2 separate regions of the Zea mays genome follow, and region 2 is linked to region 1. The links are chromatin contacts, called in public Hi-C maps. All regions are on one chromosome and are shown on one strand. Each heading gives the region's core, a stretch centred on a gene start, on an enhancer-like site or on the middle of the called end of the contact. The rest is flanking DNA. Distances are from core to core; before and after follow the strand shown. Region 1 holds the start of LOC103639563 (protein MODIFIER OF SNC1 1). Region 2 holds the start of LOC100502213.

Region 1 (7,076 bases), core at 2,136-4,635:
CCTAGCACACAAGATATTTCCCATTACTAGGTCAGGCAATACGTATCGAACAATAGTTGCTGCTATCAACCTACGTTGTAATGATGAAATATATTATACCAGTTGTTAGGCTCTTCACTTGTTCACCTTGCGACACCTCTTTACCCGAACTAGAAATTGGGCGCCCTTTCGAACTATGGCCTGGAATAAAAAAAGACATGTAAAGAGAACTCTCCCTATACACAAACTAAGTAGATGACACAGGCCATTGTAATTCAAAAAAAAAATACGAAAAAAACATATTTGCCCAAATAATTTACCAATGCTAGCATTTATATCTAGCACATATGTAGTATTCAAGGCAGCTCATAATTTGACATGCTAAACATAAAAACTATACAACCAAAGAAACAATATGGCAGGGGCAGAAAGCTTGAAAACAAAAAAAATATAGACAGCACTTTGTGTTGCACATAGTTACCTCGTTGACTATTTGCTTCAGAGCCAAGTGTTGGGAAATCACCAGTACTTAGTGTGAACCCAGGCCCATGTGATGAAGACCCCTACACAGGTAAAATACATATATATGAACTGAATAACATATTGAATTGAATCCTGATCTAGACCCAGTTCTAGGCCTGCAGCATTACCGGTCTATCAATAGTCCTTATCGACGCTTTCACATTATCTGAAGCATTATCCGCAAATCGAGAAAGTTGTGAACTTCCGGGTCTTGTTTCCGCACTTCGGGGACGATTTGTGGCCATTGGTAGATGAGATGATGGAAATGTGCCTGATGCTGAAGATGGGCGAGAATTTGGACCCCAAGCATTGGGTGAACCAAGTGGTTCACTTCCAGCTGTTGATGGCCTTGAGCCTCCGCCAGAGGACGGTCGACCATTGAAGTGGCTAGATGAACTGGAACTTCCATCGTTCTTGGTAGACAGAATTGACGAGGAACTCCATGCATTTGGTGTTGTGGATGGTGCTTTGCTGCCCCAGGTGTGGGTGCCCCTACCATTGAAATAGAAATCACATGACACGGTAATTTTGGGAGACCATTGAGACCATCCTAAACCTTAAAACACTGAATCATATGAGTAGTTAGGAAACAAGGATGCATACTTACTTTGGAACCAGTTCTAGATTGGGATCAAGACCATTGTTTTCCAACCTAAATAAAAAATAACCAAATCAATCCACTTATAGAAAAAGTATATAGAGTTAATGATTTGCTAACAATAGCCAATACAAAAATTGTTACCTCTGGCTTGGTAAATTAATAGGTTTTGGGACTTTTCCTAGAACAGTCATACCAGATTTCCTTGCAGGAGTAGCACCCCATCTGAAGGAAGTCATAAGGAATAATTGATTATGCAAGTACAAAGAGAATTTTTTGCAAACAGTACAACCAAAAAATTGTACCGATACAAATTATAAATACAAAATATCCCACTAAACGTCATCACAAAACAAGGCAGTTCATAATATGGACATGAACATGATATCAATCAGCAGGTGTAACAGAATAATTGTTACAGGTGGGACAATATCCAGGAAAGAAAGTTATGTTCATAAGCTTTTGAGATAACTAGGACATGGCTAGTTCTGGATGGGCCAAGATGTTTTGCCTTATCGCCTCAATTTGTGATATGTACATGCAATTGTGTGACATACTTATGTTATTGTACAATCATTAATTAGGGATTCTCAGCTTAAATATTACCTCCTATGATCACAAATGTAAGTCCATTTGGGTCTATCTTAAGTCGGAATTTTTCAACTTTTACTGGCAATATCTACAAAAATATTTACCCCAATGAGAAGAGTTATATATTCTAAAGTACTCCTTCTTCCAAATTATAAGTCGCTTTGAATTTTCTGGTACATTGAATTTACTATGTATATATACATAACGTATATTTAGATACATAGCAAATTCGATGCGCCAGAAAAAAGTCAAAGTGCCTTCTAATCTGGAACGGAGGGAGTAGTTTTCACAATGAATCTACTAGTTTCAATCTTGTGTTCAAAATGTTGACACCAATGGTCAAGATAAGAATAAAGTTTAACATGACAAACCTACAATAACTTATATTTGTGATAAGAGATTAGTACAAATAGAGCATCACAGCTTTTTACTAAGCACACCATAAAACCACAAATAGATCCCAAAAAAAGTTAAGCAAAAAAACAGAAGGCTTGATTGAAAGATGGAAAAGGGTAAGCAAGCTATCAAGACAGGAGGACCATGTGCACAAAACCATAAGCATAAATCCAGAATTTCAGAACGAACTCACAGCAAGAGCATAAAATCACTACATCCTTCATCGACCTCTGTCCACACAAGTTGGATTACCGGACAAATCCAATGGCCAAACTGACAAAATCTTCATATAATTGTCACCAATAAAACACTTTGGTTCCAGCATGATGACACAAGTGCCACGCCAGCTGGACTTTGTAGCTCCATTAAGCCGATTGGCCAATCAGCAGCTCAATATCAAACCCCACCATCCAAAAGCTGGAATAATGGGTATTTTGGCACTTAAAACATTGACTCCTTGTTATAAATGCAACTGTATCTATGAATTGTGGGTCTAGCTGAGTCTATAGAATGTGGTCCTGATGACAATTTTGTGAACCCCTTTTGTTGTAATGGCAAATATCCAATTAGCATCTATACCTCCAAAATAAATTGACAGAGGCTGCTGCTCCCACAACCTCACTACACCAAATAGATACTAATTTTCTAGTTTTTTAAAGAAAAAAACACAGGTATCAATGCACAGGCACTACACGATCAAACCAGAATTGCGAATGGAAAATTTAAGAAAATAATTGTAACGTGTGGGAGCGTGGGATGGAGACCACGAACCTCCTGTCCGTGGTGAGCAGACTCGAGGCCATGGCCCCTCTTCCCCGCGAAGAAACTCCCCCGGAAAACGCCTCTCTAATTCCCCGGTGATAAATCGAGCGGGGTCAACTGCGTAGCGCGACCGAGGCCGCGGAAGATCGAGATCTCTGGTGCTGCCTCCAAGGGGGCGCGGGGAGACAGGGGAACGCCGAAACCCTAGGGGTCGAACGGAGAAAGCGATCAGCGCGGGAAGCGGTCCGCTCGGATCAGCGGCGCACAACGCGAACGCGGATGCCGCGGGGCAGGAAGGGGTAAACGGCTCCTCGTCGCGCTGCCGTCCGGCGAACGGCGGCGGGGGAGGAGGATGACAGGTGGGGCCCCCTCGTCGGAGTCGGCGGCGGAATGCCGAGGCGACGGGGGAACGGGGAAGAGAGAAGGTTGGAGAGGGCCAGAGGCCAGAGGGGTTCGTGAGAGCGAAAATAATAAAAAGGGTCAGAGAGGACGGACGCGTGGCATGGCGTGAATGGACGCGGGGACGGGAGCCCGTGCGCTCTCCTGCACTGGCGGTGGCGGAACAGGAGCGGAGGGAGATTCGTAGATGGTAGAGACTGGCGGTGGGTACCCGTAGATGATTTTTTTCAAATTTTTTGAATTTAGAACGAATTTGAAAAAAAAACCGGTGGTTAACAAAAACCGCACTCCGTCGGTTTTTATCGGTTTTGTAAACCTTGGACACTAGACAGGTGAATTGAGGGCTTGACTGCTTGAGGGTCTATGTGGAAGTAAAATATTTTTTTATTTTTAGGTACTATGGTTAGTAATAGTATTTTATATCATAAAGTGTTTGGTTGGTATTTGGTTGTGATTCTAAAAATTTTCAAAATCATGGTATTTTGAAAAAGGTCACTTGCGTTGTCCTTCAGGGGCGATACGGGCGGAAACTCATGTCGTGTCGCCCGTAATCGTCGCCCTTCTCCACCACTTCGTCGTCGTCTGAGCACACGGCTGGGAGACCCGTGTCGATGCTAGGAAGGCGGCAGCGGGGCTCAATTCAGCCTCTCATGTCTAGAGATGTCAATGGGGTATTCCCCACAGGGTTATAGCATCCCAGACTCATCCCATCATATCTGATCCATCCCCATACACATCATCATACCCATCATGGGTGCAAAACTCATCTCCATTCGGGTTTCGGGTCCCCAATGGGTCCACATCCCCAATTAAAGGATAACTAGGTACTAACAGCTAGTACAAACTATCCAGATTTCATACATCACCACATCGGCAAGCACTCATCCATGAACCATGATCCATTCATCCATCCATAAAAAAACTGTACTTCAGGACCAATAGAAGAAATGGAGAAATAGAGTCTCCTTACCTTCCTTGGTCACCATCCGAGTTCGTTGGCGTCTGAGAATCCATGGTCGTTACCGTCGTCCTAGTCTCCTAGCAGTCGGCGTAGTGTATGGCTGGTTATTTTAGGATTTCGTTTTTTGCTATTCTGCTAGTTGCCTTGTTAGGCTAGGACCTGGTGTTTGGTGCGCTGCCGTGCTGGGTTTGGTGGCCGGCTCGACCTCAACTCATTCATACAAACAGGACAGGTGTACACATATGAAATATCCATGGGTAATCAGGTTCGGATTATTGCTTCCCAAACCCATACCCGTTTACCCAATGGGTGGAGATTTTGTCCCATATCCATACCCATGGGGACATTTTTTGTCCCATACTCGTACCCTAATAGGGGAATTCCCCACGGGTTAGCCAGTATCGGGTCCCCATTGACATATCTACTCATGTCCCTTCTCCCCTCCACCTCCCTTTACCTTCAAGCTCTAGTCGATAATCGCCCCGTTGCTAGAGCCTCGCCGACGGCAAGATCAGACGCCCCTAAGATGGATCTGGGCCGCCCGAGGGTGGATCTAGCATGCCGTCGCAGTTCCGGTATACCCTTGGCCATCGGCTGTAGTTGTTGCGGTCCTCACCCTGGCAGCGCGTGGGCCGCGGCGCGCCCCTCTACTCGCCCCGGCCATAGCGGGGTGGTGGAGATGGTGATCATACTGCTGACCACGTTCGTCGTGTGTGTCATGTACGTTGTCGGCCTCAACGCATTGGTTCAGATCTATAGTTGAGTCTAGGCCCTACTACTCCCCTCCGCCCCACACCTTTTCCTCCGCTCAGTCCCCCGCTACCGCCTTCCAGTGGCCACGGACCTTCGCCACATGTGCTCCACTGTTGTTTTCCGTCTCCGTTCCCTGTCTTTGCTATCGAAGTTTTTTCCCTTGACCTCCGGCAAGGTCTCTATGATTGAGTGCTTCTTTAGCCTCTATATCATCGACTCCTTGCCCTCGGGCCACCCAAAACGTTGTGCCGACACTTGTGTCCAAAGGTTCGGGTGGCCGTGCAGCGACGACCACGTTGGTTATGGGCGAAAGCGTTGCTTGGCTTTCTGCCAGCCTCGGCTTGATGGCCCTTCTATGTCATTCACCTTATTGGAGGCAATTTTGTGATGCTTGTGTTTATTGTCTGCGGGCGCTCTTAGTGGCGGTTCTCGAGGTCATATGAAATCTATGCAAAGGTGATATTTGTGCAGTGAAAGTGTCGCACTCAGTGTGCGGGGAGGTATCCTACCTTCGCACTTTCGTCTCTGCTCGCTTGATGGTTACTGAAAGTCGCCTAGAGGGGTTGAATAGGCGAAACCTGAAAATTATAAACTTTGAACACGCACTTCACCCGGGTTAGGATTAGAAACAAATAATAGTGAATATGGGGTGCGAAAGATAGTTCTTCTTGCTATGAGTTGTTCAATCAATATAGATAACTTTAGGAGCCAACTCAAAATATTGTGAGCAAGAGAACTTTAGGGAGAGAGGAGAGGGAAGAAACAAATCGAATGATAATGATCAACACAAATGGACACGGTGATTTGTTTTCTGAGGTTCGGTTCCAATGAACCTACTCCCCGTTGAGGAGGCCATAAAGGCCGGGTCTATTTCAACCCTTTCCCTCTCTCAATCGGTCACCTAGACCAGTTGAGTGCTTCTTCTTAACCTCACAAGTCACAAAGACCCCGCAAGGATCACCACACAATCAGGTGTCTCTTGCTAGCTTTACAAATCACTTAGAAAGTTTAGAGAGAGATGAAGAAAGCAACCAAGCAACAAGAGCAACAAATGAAACACAAATCACCCTCTCTCAAGTCACTAATCTCTTTTTCTCACTTGACTTTGATTATGGCACTTGGAGAGTATTAGAGGCTTTGAATGTGTCTTTGGAATGTATTCTTTGCACTTGTATTGAATGTTGAGAGTGGAAAGCTCGGATGACTTGAATGGTGGTGGTTGGGGGTATTTATAGCCCTAACCACTATTCTAGTCGTTGGCTGAGTTCTCTATCGACGGGCACACCGGACAGTCCGGTGTGTGCCACGTCAGCGACCGTTGGGGTTTGGAGTAGCCGACCGTTGACTTCGTCTGTCCTTGTGGTGCAGTGGACAGTCCGGTGCGACCTGACATCGCAGACTGTCTCTGACCTTCTGATGTTCTGAACCCATAGTAGTCGCGTGGTAGTCGACCGTTGGCGAAGATGACCGTTGCTCGTGGGCTTACCGGACAATCCGGTGATTTTTAGGCATGGAGCTCTGAGAATTCCCGAGAGCGGCCAGTTTGTTGGGCTCGCCAGCCTGGGCACCAGACATTGTCTGGTGCACATCGGACAGTCCGGTGTGTTGCAGGCTGGTGCAAATCTATTTTGCTCCATACTTGTAGCATTGCCCCAAAGGTCATTTTCCTTATATGTGTATATGAACCTTATGCACCTGAGAAAAGATCAACTAGGCAAACTAGTTAGTTCATAAGGTTTGTGATGGTCGTCAAACACCAAAATCGATTATAGGAAATGTTTGAGGCCATTTCCCTTTCAGTTGCTTATGTGTTTTCTTCTTTGTTGGCCTTGGCCTTGTGGCCGGTAATGAAAGTGGCCCTTGGTTGCACAACCATTGACACCTCTGCTTCGTCATTCGTCTCCTGTTGGTGGTGACATTAGTCTTATGCTAGGTGGACCCACGCCCTCCCTCCTTAGGGCTAGTTTGGAAACTTATATACCCTCCGAGATTCCTAGGAATTGAGGGGGGAATTAGCTTAATTCCCCCTGATCCCCTAGAATACTGGAGGGGATTTAGGTTTCGAAACTAGCCCTTAGAGGATTCCTCCCCTTTAAGGACATCAGATTGTGGTTT
Region 2 (7,076 bases), core at 2,685-5,184, 570 kb before region 1:
CATACCCAGTGCCGGAGGCTCCCACATGAGTGGGGTCTAGAAAAGGGGTAAACCGAGGCCAGCCTTCCACCGCAAATGCGGAGAGGTTGCTTCGAACCCGTGACCCGGTGACATAGTGAGACAGCTCTCACCACTGCACCAGGCCTGTCCTTCTCAGTAATATTTATTAAAGATGATTCATATTTTGTGTGTGTGTGTGTGTGTTAACAAACCTAAACATAGTCACCACAAAGATGGAAGTTTATTGATTAGCTTATGGATGGATGCTTGCAAGGTAAATCAGTATATATTGCGACGCCTCAACGCATATACAGATCATTAAATCTAGAATTAGAAGTACTAATAGAAACCCAAGTGGTATAACCTTCAAGAGTAGTTGTCATAATATTCTGCTCTGCTTCCTGTAACTGATGTCCAACATATGCAGACTGCTTGCCATGTTCTGCAGCTACTTTCCCAACAGCAAGTCCTTCAGTACCTTCATCAATGGTGCCATTCAAACATGATTTCTTCCCAAACCTTTCCACCAATCTAGACCTCAAAGAAGCTTCTAAAAGTTCATAATCCTCACCACCGTCACCAGAAACTTGTCTGTTTTCCTCTGCATATACATGTATAGTTTCTTCCATTTGATTCTCAACATCCAGAGCACATTCTGATCTTGCCTGTCTAGTCGGGAACAGAAGATCATCCTCCATATAATCTGAAAGGATGCTGTCAGCATTGACAGCACTCACAGAGCTGGGATCAGCTGTGCTGGCAGCAAGCTTATCACAATAGTGTGGACGTGCTTCATCTTCATGCTTATCAATTTGCTGCTGAGAAGGTTCTTCAGGACACAGCCTGTGTCTACCACCCTGATTTTCAGGAATCTGACTAACTGCATGAATCTGAGAATTGAGCAGTGATGGCATTGCAAGGCCATCTTCAGGATTCCGAATACTCAAAGACTGCACCAAAGAAGAATTCTCTGCAATTAAACCATGGACTTGTGAAGAGCAAATCTCCCTTTTTCTACGAAGAATTGCACATCTTTCATTTGCCTCAAGTAAAGCTCTTTGTGCTTTGCGATAAGCTCTAAGAGCTTCTCTTTCTTCAGCTTCACATTTTTGTCTATGCTCCTGAGCATCCTCCAATTCCTTGTCTTGTAATTCTTCCATCTCAAGTAGAGAGAACAATATTGTGTTCTGTGTCTCTACGCCTATCTGGCCACTGCTGTTCAAACATTCGTCATTCTGCGGGGAAAAAAAGAGGGGAATTGATCAATTGACCTTACCTTACTCATGATTCAAATTATCTGTGCTTTACTGCTGTAATAAAAAATTAATGTAACTAACACAGAAATTTGACACTGAAATCATGATTCCAGAAAAAGAAACTAAAATGAGTTCAACAATCAAATCAAAGCATGCACATGCTGAAATACATGCTTCCAGAAGGAACCCTTCTCAGTTAGTCAGTTTAGTGTCAGGTATAATCAGTACAAATTTCTAGTGGCTCCAAATTGCTACCATATGTGTCTCAGTTGCATTCAAGCTCAATAGTTCATTCCAGGGGGGCATTCTAGCAGGTTAGCAACACAGCAGAAGTATTAACTGAGCATTGACTAATTAGATGTATTACTAATAAACAAGAAAAATAAGTAGAGCATCACAAAAGTGCAGAACTAACCTCCTTTCCAGGTTGCAATTGTGGTGTTCCGTCTAACACAGGTGAAGTACCAACAGCCAGTACCTGTTGCCTAGCTTGGGCTGACGTCACAGGGGCCAACGCACTTGTATCTTCTGGTATAGTTTGTGTGTCAGTAAATGGTGGTTGTGCTGCAAGCCCATCATGTGACTCAAGCATAACATGGTTCTCAGCACCTCCTGAATCTTTGTGGTGACGTAGGCTCTTAGTTGCCCCACCTTGTTGTATTTGATCTGCAAGTTCTGTTGTGTCTGTTGTATCTGTTTCATTAACATTAAGGTTCATAGTAATTCCATTTTCAGACCGATTTGTCACTTCTGAAGATTGCACATTGGTTTTTCCTGATATAGAACCAATAGGTGCCAATGGTGTCAGGTCACTACAAAATTGGTTGTACTGCTGATTGAGCTTCAACCTTTTATTTGGTCCTCCACTATGTTCAGACAGACTATTAAAGCGTGAATATTCACCAATGCTGGAAGCTTCAAGCCTTATCTTTTCAGATGGCAGCCTTGGCTGATTGGAAGAAAAATCTGCATTCTTTGTAGCAACAGCGGACAAAGGTCTTTTTTGACCTTTTAGTTCATTTTCTTTAGCAGCTATCTTATGGCGCAAGATTTCTAACCTATGATCTTCAGAATGTACTCCTACCCCATTTTGAACTTTCTGTTTAGACTTTAGAGGATTAACTTGGCGGACAGGCAGCTCTTTCCTGAAAAAGGTATTACCTGATGCCCTGCCGGCCCCAACATTTCTATGTGTGAATGGAAAAGCAGGCAAGTGTGCAGGACCTACTTTTGAACCAAGGTTTTTCTGCTGAGATACTTCCTCTCTCATGATCCTAGTTTGCATACTGTTCCCTGTTCTCTGTGTACCTTGAGAGCTAGCCTTCCTAACTTTATCTCGCCCTGTCTTCCCAGAGTCTGCCCCACTATCATCATCTGAGAAAGTTATCAGAAGGTTATCACTTGACACAGGCTTCTGCCATGAAAGATTCCGGTTAGTGCCAGGTTTGAATTGCCCCTGATTCACCCTCATGATCTTCTTGTAACTTGGAGCAGACGCTTTATGATTCAGAGCATTTGAGACAATCAAGGTGTTACTGCCTATTAAGTCAGAGAATAAGAGGTATCAGGTAACGCAGCCAGATCAGTAAAGAAGCAGGCCATCAATACATGGAAGGAAACTGGCATAAAACATGAAACACAGGATCGCTAATCACCTTTACCGAGGAGACTTGCCGATGGCACTTGAGATCCAGCCTCCACAAACTTCCCAAGAATGGATGCGGCACCTAGCTGAGTTTGCAGAGTCTGTTCGAAGCAATTTAATGAGTATGATAAGCGACAAATGTTGCAAATCTAAGCTCACGTATCGGCAATAAATGCATTGGTATGTTCATACATAGGTACATAACACAAAAGGGTGACAGATATGCAATCATGTATGTACATGCTAAATATGAGAAATCGATAAATGCAGTGCATAAATAGATCAATCAGAATCTCACAGCACTTAAAGCGCCAGTCATGTACACCGTACAGTACCCAAACCAACAACACCGACTTGGCAACTACAACTTCAAGGCAGCTCAACCATAACAGCAGAATCAGATCGCATTTAAGCCCTAGATGGTTGTCATAGTCCTAACTCCTAAACACCGAACAACGAGCTTCTAAGCATGCATCCAATCCCATTCCCATACTGGAAGCCCTCTTCCGGTCGCTGCCAGGTCTTAGAGCCACAGCCAGTGCCACAACAGCGCGTCCATCCCCCAACAATTCGCCAAGCTACAAATCAAGCACGCTTCATCAGAACACCTAAGCAAGGAAGCATCCAGCACCGCCAATCCAAGTTCGGTACCCTAGCCGCGGGACGAGTCAAAAGCGTCAACGGCAAGCAACTGTAGAGCGGACGCGATAGAGCTGAAGCAGCTAGATCCGGGGACGAGCGAGCGAGCGCGGGTCGAGAAGGCGCGAGAGCTCACCTCGTCGTCGTCGGCGCCGGAGGAGAGCTCGCCTTCTTCGCGCACCCTCGCAACCGCTGTCACCGGCGGCGGAGGAGGAGGAGGAGGAGGAGGAGGAGGACGACGATGCGGGACCGCGCTAGGGTTCTGCGAGGCGGCGGGCGCGGGTTTCGAGCCCGTCATGGGAGGGAGGAAGCGAGGCGACGGTTTTGGCGACGCGGCCGCGTCGTTTTCGCCGCGTGCCGTCGCGCCCTCGTCCTCCGAGAACGGAAAGGGTAGGGGAAAGCAGCTACGATTTTTTTTTTGTCGTAGGCGCCGAGATCCTGACCGGTGGGGCCCGCAAGTATGGAGAGAGCCAGAGAGGGCGGCGGCGTGGCCCCGTGGGCGCGAGAGGGATTCCAATTCCCACGTTTTTTGTCTGCGGGGCCGTCGGATTTTCGGGGCTCACGCTATAGGTTGCCAAACGGGCCGGGCTATATGGGCCAGCACGAAACACGACTATTTTAATATGACACGAACACAGCACGTGTAACGCCCCGAATTTTTGCAGTTGAATTTTTTTTCTTTTCTTTACTCGCCAAAATTCGGGCGTTACCTTTTCTTTTTCTTTTTCCCTCGCTAAACCTTGACCTTTTCCAAAGTTCTAGCGGGATTCGGTTTGGAATTCCCGTATGTATAAAAACCCTAAATACTTTATGTTGTTTGATGCACCATGCCGAACCTTGCATTTCTTTTGATTGCTTTGAAAGTGCAAATGCATTCATGTAGAAAGATCGGATTTCGAAAATGTTTTCTTTCTCTTTTCTTTCTCTTTTCTCTCTCTCTTTCTCTCTCCTTTTTTTTTCTCTCTCTCCCGCGCCGTGGGCCGACCCCGGCCGGCCCAGCCGCCCCCTGGCGCCCCCCTCTTGGGCCTAGTAGGCCCAGCCGCCCCTCCCCCTCTTTCCCTTATCCCCTAACCCTCTCCCTCTCCCCCCTCATTTTCTCCCTCCCCACCCAAGCCGCCGCCCCCTACCCGCCCCCTGCCCTAGCCGCCGCCCCTGCCTAGGCCGCCGCCCCTCCCCGTCGCCGTTCGGCCGCCCCGCTCGGCCGCCCCGTCCCCGTCGCCGGTGAGCTTCCCCCTCCCCCTCTCCTCCCTCCCCCATCCCCTCCCCCCTTTCCCCATGGCCGGTTCGGCCGCCTCCCTGCCCGCCGGTTCGGCCGCCCCGCCCCCCGGCTCGGCCGCCCCCTGCGCCGCCTCCCTGCCCGCCGGTTCGGCCGCCCCTGCGCCCAGCGGCTCGGCCGCCCCGCCCCCCTGCTCGGCCGCCCCCCTGCGCCGCCCGCGCCCGCGCCCCGCCTAGGGCCGGTTCAACCGCCCTAGGGCCGGTTCAACCGCCCCCCCCCTTCTGTTTTTTTATTTTTTTTTATTTTATTTTATTTACTTTCTGTGATCATAATTACTGTATTTTAAGTAGGCTAATCACTGTTTATGCTATGGGAAATAGGAAGTTTAATTTAAAATTCCGTTATGCTATTGATTCACGTAGTTAATTGTTTACCCTGTGCAATGTTGATCAACTAAAAGTGATTAGGTTTCCATCAGTATATATAAATATATGTAACAGAATTCTTTTGTTAAGAACCATTTGTAAGTGATCGTTAGTGCATAAGATTTAACCCCCCTGCGAGACCTTTCCCGTTTCTTTCTAACCATAACAAATGCGTTATCGAATGTCATACTTGATGCATATTCGCTTTATTTGTTATCTTGTATGGTGTACTGTTCTTTTGTATTAAATATGTGGATGTATGTATGTATGTTTGCGCTCGCATAGAGAACGATCCGGTCGAAGAGCCCGAGGAACCCGCAGGAGAAGCCCCTGAGCAGCAGTCGTTTGGTGGAGGCAAGTGTCCTTTGACCTATCTATGTCCTATTCATTCTTTAATTCACCTCCCGCATTACACATTTATACCTAAGGATTGACTAGCTTTTGTTATCCATGTCCTTGTTTACCTATTTGGGTCGGATTATTACTACTTAGTCTGATGCTATTGCTCAACTCTAATCAATGAACATGATGTGATTATCTATGATACGCTGTTTTCCCGTTCTTCTTTATGATATACTTGTGGTTTTCAAGGGGACTCGAGCGGTTTCTCGAGTGCCTCTCCGTAAGGACCTGTTCTATGGATGACCGCCCGGGAAAACAGTGCAACCATGAGGGTGGAATGGGGTACCCTTAGCTGAATAATTAGAGGATCCGGGGTGTAGTTCACTTAGCCGTCGTGCCGTCAATGGGGCTCGGTGTATGCGGCTCGCTCTGCCAAGTTTGGGTTCGCCCCTTGGGGAGGAGTGCGGTGCATTTAGGAAACCTAACGGGTGGCTGCAGTCCCGGGGAATCTTTGTAAAGGCTTCGTAGTGATGCCCTGCTGGATCACCTTGGTAGTGATCAATGGAGAGTCATGATCTCCGGGCAGAATGGGAATCACGGCTTGTGGGTAAAGTGCACAACCTCTGCAGAGTGTTATGAAACTGATATATCAGCCGTGCTCGCGGTTATGAGCGGCCAAGGGAGCTCCAATGATTAGTGGTACTTGATCAGAGACATTGTGGTACAGGTGGTTATGAGATTGATGGTTCTGGTTATGGTTATGGTGCTGGTAAGTGGTATTCTTTCCGTTTGGAAAGGATACATTGGGTTAATAACTTGGGTTAATGTTAAAACCTGGCTTTCTACTAGTAAGTAATAACCTGACCAACTAAAAGCAACTGCTTGACTTATCCCCACATAAAGCTAGTCCACTACAGCCAAACAGGATACTTGCTGAGTATGTTGATGTGTACTCACCCTTGCTCTACACACCAAACCCCCCCCCCCAGGTTGTCAGCATTGCAACCACTGCTCAGGCGAAGATGAAGCTGTGGAAGGAGACTTCCAGGAGTTCCAAGATTACGACGAGTTCTAGGTGTGGGTTAGCGGCAACCCCCAGTCGGCTGCCTGTGAAGGCCGCGTTATCTACGTTTCTTTTCCGCACTTTGATTTATTGTAAGAACTATATGGACGTCTCAGACGTATGATGTAATCGATTATTTCCCCTTATTAATACTATTTTGAGCACTGTGTGATGATGTCCATATTATGTAACTGCTGTGTACGTGAATAACTGATCCTGGCACGTACATGGTTCGCATTCGGTTTGCCTTTTTAAAACCGGGTGTGACATAAGTGGTATCAAAGCCGTGCTGACTGTAGGACCGCTAACCTAGAGTAGAATGGTCGTTCTAAGGACTATAGACCTCTGTCTCTTCCTTGACTTTGATATCCCTTCAAAAGTTGGTCCTACTGACCAAACCTATGTTCTACTACATATTATACCTTGCTGAAAATTATGTTTCATTCTGATCCTTCATTTACTTATTACTTGCTGGTCATATTAATTCTGT

Evidence for each region. A called contact is a pair of places that touch in the nucleus more often than the background predicts.
Region 2: a Hi-C map of ear shows a contact between it and region 1, with 2.5 times the contacts expected there. The contact joins the promoter of LOC100502213 here to the promoter of LOC103639563 in region 1. A contact is called at or near these places in 3 of 25 Hi-C or Micro-C datasets (ear, endosperm and tassel).

What each region holds. Positions count from the first base shown.
Region 1 is chr1:153,292,018-153,299,093 of Zm-B73-REFERENCE-NAM-5.0, reverse strand. LOC103639563 (protein MODIFIER OF SNC1 1) reads right to left here and starts at 3,385. Exons shown (of 9, transcript XR_559530.3): 1 at 2,858-3,385; 2 at 1,244-1,324; 3 at 1,109-1,153; 4 at 630-993; 5 at 461-542; 6 at 100-180; 7 at 1.
Region 2 is chr1:153,860,286-153,867,361 of Zm-B73-REFERENCE-NAM-5.0, reverse strand. LOC100502213 reads right to left here and starts at 3,934. Exons shown (of 9, transcript NM_001363234.1): 1 at 3,677-3,934; 2 at 2,912-3,002; 3 at 1,672-2,795; 4 at 365-1,235. The coding sequence starts at 3,838.